Regions from separate parts of the Pan troglodytes genome. Here region 2 is linked to region 1. A link is a contact called in public HiChIP or PLAC-seq data. All regions are on one chromosome and are shown on one strand. Each heading gives the region's core, a stretch centred on a gene start, on an enhancer-like site or on the middle of the called end of the contact. The rest is flanking DNA. Distances are from core to core; before and after follow the strand shown.

The links. HiChIP or PLAC-seq counts read pairs in DNA pulled down with a chosen protein or histone mark.
Region 2: an H3K4me3 HiChIP or PLAC-seq map of stem cell-derived excitatory neurons shows a contact between it and region 1, with 2.3 times the contacts expected there. The contact joins the promoter of HHLA2 here to the promoter of CD47 in region 1. A contact is called at or near these places in 1 of 7 Hi-C or Micro-C datasets (stem cell-derived neural progenitor cells) and 1 of 1 datasets of contacts at active chromatin or transcription factors (stem cell-derived excitatory neurons).

The regions. Positions count from the first base shown.
Region 1 is chr2:111,428,034-111,432,870 of NHGRI_mPanTro3-v2.0_pri, forward strand. It overlaps CD47 (CD47 molecule), which reads right to left and starts at 2,984. Exons shown (of 9, transcript XM_063806944.1): 1 at 2,630-2,984. The coding sequence starts at 2,969.
Region 2 is chr2:111,559,612-111,563,844 of NHGRI_mPanTro3-v2.0_pri, forward strand. It overlaps HHLA2 (HHLA2 member of B7 family), which reads left to right and starts at 2,132. Exons shown (of 12, transcript XR_010155674.1): 1 at 2,132-2,335. IFT57 (intraflagellar transport 57) reads right to left here and starts at 2,193. Exons shown (of 11, transcript XM_526260.6): 1 at 1,760-2,193. The coding sequence starts at 1,971.

The DNA.
Region 1 (4,837 bases), core at 1,734-4,233:
TTCTTTTACCACAAAGGCCACTAACACTGTAGAGGGTGCCAGGAAAGGTCCCTGATTCCCGGAGCTTAATTAACGAAACTGAAAGCAAAATCAAACTTCAATACAAATGAATGTACAGATTCATCACTTTCTTACTCATTCTAGATTCTAAAGTCAGTCTCTCAAACCCTTGGTTTATAACTACCTATGTGCTGAGACATCTTTCTTCATATATGTCCTTTTGAAGCTATATATTAAACACATACAAAAACATATTTTATAACAAATACTATCCTGTTTTACAGTCCACACTTAACACAACTCAATTGCATAATGCCTGTATTTTGCTTTTTTTTAGGTTAATATTAACTAAGTAAAATAAAATACTATAAATTCTGAATTCGATGACTCTAGGGATTCGAACACATTAAAATTGTGTGTAAACGAGTGCTAATTACATGATATTAACTATTACTAAAGAAGGCCTAACATAAATCCTATCACTCAAAGTACCATTCCAACAGTTCTAAACTACGTGATTTAAATCTAACCTACCTGTTTTAAAAATAGTATATGGTTTATACTTTTTACTTTTTAGGCAGTTTGAATAAATGATACTGTATCACTTCATATCTGGTTCAATATGAAGGCGTTCTGAAATTATTATGCGATTATACAACACATCTCTGAAAGCAGTATTATTTTAGCTAAAATGATAGTAAAGGCAACAAGCATACTAAACGTGATGACAGGAAACACTAACATCAACCATTTAGATAACGGAGATCTGGATTCACAGTCCCAACATCCAGGATGCTTGGGGAGGGAGGAAAGTGGTAAGCAGAGACTTAAGGGCATCTTGGAAATACCTAAAGTCACAAGCCTTTAGGAACGGCACACCAAGGCTAATAATCAGTTTAAAATCGAATTAATTTAGCATTCTAGAATAAATGTAACAATTGCTGTCACTGGTGCTCAAGCTGAATTCTGAATCTTATAAAAGTTCACAAAAGGCTCTATGGATGTGAAGTGTGACAGGCACTCACTGTAGAGCTACGAATGTTTCTATTCCTTGCTCAGTTTTTACAGACGAAGCACACGTTTTACAAAAGCGAAATGGATTCCAAAAGCTCGGGGTGGGGGTGGGGGGGTGGAGGTTCTTTGGCGTCGAAAAACACCAAATCCCATTCTGTTGCACATGTTTTGACTGGAGGTTACTGTCTTCCTATTTCAGGCGAAAACCAGATTACTTTTAAAACGGTTCCCCCAAATAAAGTGGGAAAAACTTCAACGTACAATTTAGAATGTATGCAAGTGGCTGATGGGGCGTGAGGGTCACGAGAAAGAAAGAGTTTCCAGCAAGCTTATTTTTAGGATTAAAAACGACAGCAAAAATTACACGGCCGGAAGATTCTTCTGATTGAATGCTGAGTTGAAAATGAAACTTAATTGTGTCCTTTACGTCCTCTTCGCTCCTATGTTCATGTGGGAGGCAAACGGCAGAAACCCCTTCTCACCGACTTCGCCAAAATGCGCACTTCCATCGCAAGAGGCCCGGGCCCTCCCACTCTCCCTCCCTCAACCCCAAATGCGTCTAAGCACTGAGAAGGGAGAGGGGTGCGAAAGAAGGGGATCCCTAGCAGCTGCAGCCCCTCACCTCTGATCGCGCCCTTTCTTGCTAGTTAATTTTTGCGCGAGGTGCGCGGTTTGGAGTCCTCTGTGTGTGCATTTGGAGATGGAGAACCGGGTGGAGGAGATGAGCCCCGCTCTCACCCAGGGGGAAGAAGACGACCAGGGAAAGGAAGGGAGGAAGAAGGGGGGCGCCCGATTCCCCGTGGGGCCCTCCCACGTCTGCACTTCGGGCGCTCAGGGCCCGAGTGTTCTGCGCCCCGGCCACCCTCTTCAGGGCGCCGCCGGGCTGGCTGGGGCGCAGCCCACACGCCCGCGGGGGCGAAGCGACAGCAGCCGCAGGGCTGGGAGCGAGGAGCCACTCACCGCAGCACGCCGAGCCCAGCAACAGCGCCGCTACCAGGGGCCACATCTCCGCGCCCGCCGCGGGGTCGCCGCCGCCGCCGCAGGTGTCTGGAGCAGCAGCCGCCGCCGCCGTTACAGGCAGGACCGACCGCCGCCGCCGCCCGTCACAGGCAGGACCCACTGCCCAGGCTGCACGGCCGCGCGCACGCGCGCTCCCACTGCTTCCCGCCCGCTCCCCCGCCTGCTCCCCGCCCGCGAGAGCCGCGCACGCGCACTCGGCCCCGCCCCGCAACCGCTGCTGTTGACGCGGCGCCCTCCCTAGTCGCAGGCTCCAGACCCGGGGCCCGCCTGCCCGCTCCACGGAGGCCGGATGCCTGCTCCAGGGCGGTGGCACGCGCCGCGCTTCCAGGTCACGTCCTGTCTCACCCGCCCGCCCCTGGGGTCCGCGTGCTCGCCCGCCGCAGGAGGCTGAACCCTGTGTTCCCATGCTCGCCGGGGACCTCGTTGCACCCGTTCCTGTCCGCGGGTCGGTTCCTGCCTTTCGCGCGGCGCTGGGCCCCACTGCCCTCTCTCTCTACTTTTCTCCTCTTTGCTTTCACTCCCACCCTCGCGCTTCAGGGGCCGGGTCCCGCCCCGCCCCGCCCCGCCCCGCCCCAGCCCGCGTCTCTCCCTGTACCCGACGTCCGGCTGCGCGCGTGGAGCAGGACACCTAGGCTTTCACCAGCGCCCGTTTCCCCCGGACGCGGCCGTCTAGCGCCGAAGCGCACCCCGCGTGGGGGCGTCTCGCAGCTTCCAGCGGTCCCTGAGCCCGAGGCCGCCACGCCCAGGGCGGGGCGGAGGCCGGGTACCTGCCCGCAGGGAGCTTCCACTCGCCCCTCGCGGGCTCTGCGTTCGGCTCGTCTGCTCGCTCTGCTCTTCCCTATGCGGTTCTCTTCCCTCTTTCTCACTTGGTTCTTTAGTGGTTTCATCCTCTGATCAGGGTTAATCAAACAAGTTCCATTCACGGTGGTAAACATTGTTACCTGTGAACACCGCCACCACCGGGACTAGCGAGCATTGTCGCAAACAGGCATTAGCAGCGTGTCCAAAACATCCCCACCAGCAAGATTATTGAGCTTGGTTTGTGACTGCCCCACGTGCAGCCCTCTGCGCTGCGCTTGGGTTTAACATGCTTGAAAAATGGGTTCGAAATGTGGCCGCAAGCCACAATAGGGACAAGGCTTTTGAATTTATCGCTGAATCACACAGGCCACATCATTCATCCTGAAGCAAAAGTCTTTTAAAGATACTTTTAACCGTTATCCTAACTGATGTACTCTCTTATCAGAAAGTCAGGCTCTGGTGGCTGCTGTAATGGAGTGCACATCCTGTCCACCTCCTTGATTGTTTTCCTCCTACCTGCTGGGAAAGAAAGCAATTTCCCACCACAATACCCCACTTCTCCAAATCCTCTACACAGTGCGGCTCCTCCCAAGCATCCCATTGCCATAGAAATAAAATCCAGCATATGAAAGTGGCACTGTCTATGACACTCTGTACCAGTGTATTGTATACTATCGAGCTTCTTCCTGTAATTGCTTTTTTGTTAAATCCGAGAGCATTTTAAGTATTCCCTCCTCCAAGACTTTCCATTGAGCTCGGCAAACAGAAGGGGTTTAATAAATGTGTTGATGCGGCGTGAGGCAGGCATTGCTCTAGTGAAATTTGATTGCTTTTTTAATGATTGAAAAATAAAAACAATTGCCTGGCAGACATCTCACTAAAACAATGGTTAATAATTATGGTGGTAATGATTTGAATGGCAGCCTTGACACCCCGAGGCAACCAAAGGGACTCATCGATTCTCCTCCAACTGCTGCTTATGTGGATACAAAAGAATCATCCACCAGACTTTGAGCATTAGGGACATTGTGTATCACAGAGCAGCTGGTTGGCTAAATAAGGCTGTCAGCTGTCCCTGATACCGACCAACCCCCCTAAAGCTGAAGAGTGACTAGAAAGGACTGTCCCCAACCTTCAGAGGTGGAGATCGGGTGATGTTCTGTTTTACACTGGGAGCTACTTAGCTATATGCTTAATGTCTTTTTGTGCAGAAAATGGAATGAGAGGCCACCTGGGTGACCACTGCTGCTCTTGGGAATCTAGCTGGGGTATGTTTTGGTGGTGGGACAAAAGCAGGCGTATCCCAGGAGAGACAGTCCAAAGCAGCCTGCCTAGGTTTGATTATCCTCTCTCTGAGATAACCTTAAGCTCTTTTCAGTATTTAATCATTTTAAAGGTTTGCCTTTTAACTTTTCAAAGCATTTTAATTTGGATGTTGAGCTCATCTTATCTGTATGTAAGGAGTTTCTTGGGTAGAGAGGGAGGGGATAATACATATTAGAATCTTTTGAACACAGGAAGTACACATTAGCTATATCACCTAAGTTAATCTTCATAACAACCTCAGAAAGGATAAATGTTATGATCTCCCTTTTTGAGATGGGGAAACAAAGGGAAAGAGGAATGGTGAGCACTTTGCCCACAGTTATAAGTGACACTGCTCTCTCTCTTGTCTCTCTCCCTTATTCTGGTTTTCATCCTTTTTTCTTTTTACCCTATAATATCAAAGTTGCTACAGTTTCCCCTTTACAGATAAATAAACTTTAAAAAATCACTCTTGTCACCTTTATAGATAAGGAAAGTGAGGCTTGGTCACAAGCTCAGGGAGGGACTGTGGTTGGACTGAAGTCTCCCTGACTCCATGGCCAGCGAAAAAATTCACAAACTTCCTCTCTCAGTGCATAAAAAATTTCCCTTGCCCTCATTTCTGTCTCAACAATACATTTACTTTTATCTTCCTCCCCACACAACATCAAGATCCTGCCACATAGTAGGTATTGAT
Region 2 (4,233 bases), core at 882-3,381, 130 kb after region 1:
ATTTGTCTTGTTCATGTGTAGCTATCATTATTATGTTTACAATGTATTTACAACTATTATAACCATTGTCATAAAAATCTGTCGTGTACTCCTTCATGTTTCCCAAACTTTTTCCTGCAGGATAAATGTAAATGTTCTGGAAGATAACAGAAAGCTGGGAAGAAAAAAGGCCATGAAGTCCTTCCAGGTATATGCTCACTATCCTTTCAAAGCACCCACCCACCAAAAAGTCATCTTTTCCTTATCGGCAGATAACTCTTCTAGGGCAGAGGAATGAACACCAATAGATGCTGTAAACCTAGGACAGTGGTTCCCAAACATTAGTGTCCATCAGAATCATCTGGAAGCCTTACTGAAACAGACTGCTAGGCCCCATTCCTATAATTACTGAAAAGGTAGACCTGGGAAAGGGCCTGAGGAATTTCATTTCTAGTAAGTTCCCAGGTGATGCTGATGCTGTTGGTCTGGCGATCACACTTTGAGAACCATTGGACTAGGATATCCCCACACAAATCCATGATTCAAAGTATCCTGCTGAACCCCTGAGGACACAGTGCAAGAGATGACATCAACAGAACCTTAAGGACATTTTGTTTTCATTTTAAAAATATACTTGGAAAAAAATGCATTTTTATTAACATAGGAAATGTTGGTTGTCTATATTATCCTGATCAATTCACTTTAAGTAATAATCCCAGGACTACCTTTTCTAACATGGATCAAGCAACACTACTTTTTCCTTTATCTTTTCTCCGACCATGGAGTAATTTAATATGAACAGTTTACATCAAGCCTACATATCTTTCAATTCAAGTTATTGGAAGAGAGCAGTGGAATGAGATTTAAACTATCAAGGGAAATTATTTGAGCCTGGCTGCAGACATTAAGTACTATAGATTCTTAACACTGATTGCCTTTTATGGAATAAAATAAACAAATGTAAGTATTAAAGTGAAAGAAAAGCTATAAAACTGATTTATCGGGCTACTGCTAAGCTACAGTGATTTGAGGAGAAGGTCCTAGCTGACCACTACCCTCAGCAAGTAATGGCATTGCTTTCAGGATATGTTGGACTTTTCCCCCACCGGAACAAGGGTAAAACTTTAGGTTCTACGATAGGGGGACAATTCAATAGTTGTCATTCGTCTTTTCCACTTTTCAGTTTCTGAGAGTATGGTTATTACAAAGGCAGAAGTCTTTTAAACCATAGCAAGTAATTAACAAGTTTACTAACCGCATTTAAAGTGCTCCTTAACAGGGTCCTAAGTACCCACGGTCCCCAGTTGTATGAACAGGGTCTTAAACAACAACAAAAACCCCAAACTAGAAAAAAAGCCTTAAGTGATAATGGCATTCCTCTCTGGAGACGAGATTTTGGACGGTCTTATAATTTTTCTAGACATTTTCTTGTGTTTTTCTGAGTTTTCTACAATGAGTATTTGTTTCATCTTTACAATCAGAAAATATAGTTTGTGTTTTGTGGTAATGCGTGTGTGATGGAAAAAAACAGGCAAGCTGTCTTCCGATCCTTTCTGCCGTTCCAAAACTTATTTATTCTCTCTACAAAAATACCAAGTCAGGGCTGCGTGAGCTCCACGGACCTCCCGGGAGTTTGGGGTGAAGTGCCCTTCCCTGGCTAGGAAGACGGAGGCAAGGAATTGCTAACCCGCTCTCACGAAACTGGTTCCCAGCAGGACCAAGGAGGGCATCTCCCTGGGGGCTAGCAGGCACCCGGGCGCTCGGGGACGCCGGCACCCACCTGGACGGGGCCTTCAGGTTGCTCTTCCGGAGGAACTCCTCCTCGTAGCGGAGCAGCTTCAGCTTCTCCACCAAGTCCTCCATCACCACGAACATGTGGTAGGCCGCGCCGGGCCCCCGCTCCAAGACCACTTCCCCGGTCCCTTCGCCACGGGACCTAGGCACCCCATCTTCCAAACCCGACGTCGTGATGACGGCCAGAGCAGCAGTCATCGCAGAACGGACAGAGTCCAGCGTGGGCTCAGGCCCACAGACCTCTGCGGCCTAAGCCGCCAGCCCTGCTGCCGCCAGTACAGCCACGACCGGTTACCAGGCGACCACTGGACAATCCGTCACCAGGGAAACTAGACTCCGCCTCCTTCCCTCCAGTCAGGGCGGCTTTCCTGAATGACGTCACCTGTGGCCCTCTTCTTGCCCTGCCTCTGCGGAAATGGTGGTCGGGAAGCAGCCCCGCCCCTCATGGAGGCGTGGCGTTCGCGCCCCATTCCCGGCTGCGTCTTCTCCCTCGCTGAAAGTCTGAAGGGAGCCGGCTTACGTTTCTGCTCCGCTTGCCTAGTGAGTCTTGAGCTGGCTTGAGGTGTGTTGGACCTGGTGGTTGCTAAAAGCAATTAAGCGGGCATCTGGGTCAGCTAGTAGCTGTTAAAAAGATTAAAGGGAGGTGAAGACGTGTAGCACTGAAGGCTGCACTGGCTCACTGATACCTTTATTTTCTCAGAATTGAAAAGTTTTTCATAGTTGTAAAGATAGTCAATACCATAGGTTTCACTTTTACTGCAGGAACTTTCCAACGAGAGGTTTCTCTCGTTCTTTCTTTAATTTTATCTTTCTCTCACTAGGCAATGCTGCACTTAACAGTATATTGTAAAGCTTGAAGTACTGTATTACGTTGCCTGGCTGTTACTCCAGTGCTAGGAAAGTGGTTGGAAGGATGAGGAAGACAATGAACAAAAGGAGGCATTTGGAAGGATTTGTTTTACTTCAAAAACAAGAATACTAAGCTTCCATCCTGCTGCTTAATCTGTTTCAAACCCATTACATGTAGTATAAAGTGTTTCGGTACTTCGTTAAATCCAAAAGAACAGAGATGGTCTTAAAAGGAATTTCCCTGCCCTAAAGCTCTAAGGGTGGCTAAAGATAGGGTGTTACTACTGTATTCTGCAGTTATTGACCTAGAAAATTTAAGAAAAGGTACATAACTGACCACAGAAATGGCCCAGCTTTACAGTTTTCAAAAGGCTTCTGTATTAGGCAATTTTCTTAACAGTTGCAAAAAATGAGGTAAGTGGTGGATGCCTGGCAGTTTTTGGGAAGAAAACTTAATACAAGAGATTGAACATATGTTCATGTTTATAACGTGACTTTTAAGGGCTCTCTGATCTCTTGTATCTGCCACTACAAAATATAGAAGGGCTACATTTTTGGACAACTGAAATTTGAAATGTATCTACAATATCCTGTTTTTACTAGAAAAAATGAGAACACTTTTCATTTTAATCCGTCTACAGCTAACTTGTTTCTGATACTAATAAGGTTATCAAAGTGAAAAGTCAGAAGGGCAAATACCATTTTTTCATTAAAGAAAGGAAGTACATAAAATTACAGACTTATGTAGAGAATAACCTGAAGGGCAGCCCACTGAGAATTGCTTTTTAAATAAATAACATTGCTTGCCTACCACAAGTCATGAGCCAGCTGCTTTTAATAAAGTTGAGTGAGAAAATTGGATTTGATGTTACCCCACTACCAAATTGATCTTTCCTGGTCTTTGCCTTTTTGAAACAGTGATTCTCCCCGATAAGTCCATACCCCAACCACCACCACATGTGCAGCTTGGGGGTGTTATATGTATGTATAACAGTCACAGTAGTGTAAGATAGATGTATGGCTTTATAAGACTGAAAAATGAAAGCTTAGATATGTTTTGGGGTCCTAAGTTAACTAACAAGCAAACTGGGGCTTTTTACATGACTCTGAAAAAGCTCTCAGACTTTGAAAGTAAATTTATTACACTCAGGGAGGGAGATGTTCCTGCCAGGCTTGCTGCCTACTTAAGATGTTCTGACATTTTCAGGAAGTTACGTAACACAGTATGAAATAGTCAAACGTTGCTTTTTAGCTGATAAATCCTCCAGCAACGTATGTATTTTAACTTGGGGGAAACAAAACGACTCCCAGGGTCTTAGCCATTTCCTTCCCAGGTAAAATACTGACACAGCCTGGCCTGAAAGCAGTATACAGAATAATTTCCCCCCTTAATTGTGAAGAAGAAAAAAACCCGAAAATATAAAGTATTTCCAGTAATTGTGGCACAAAGAGAACAAAAAAGCTAACTGTTCAATACTGCATGTTTCCCCAATAAAAAGTTTTAGAACACTGAAATTTCATTGTTTTGTAAAGCCCAGGGATTATTTTTGCTGATTCCTTGTTTACCTGTAATAGTTTGTAACACATCAAAAGATCTTTTCCTTGATAGTT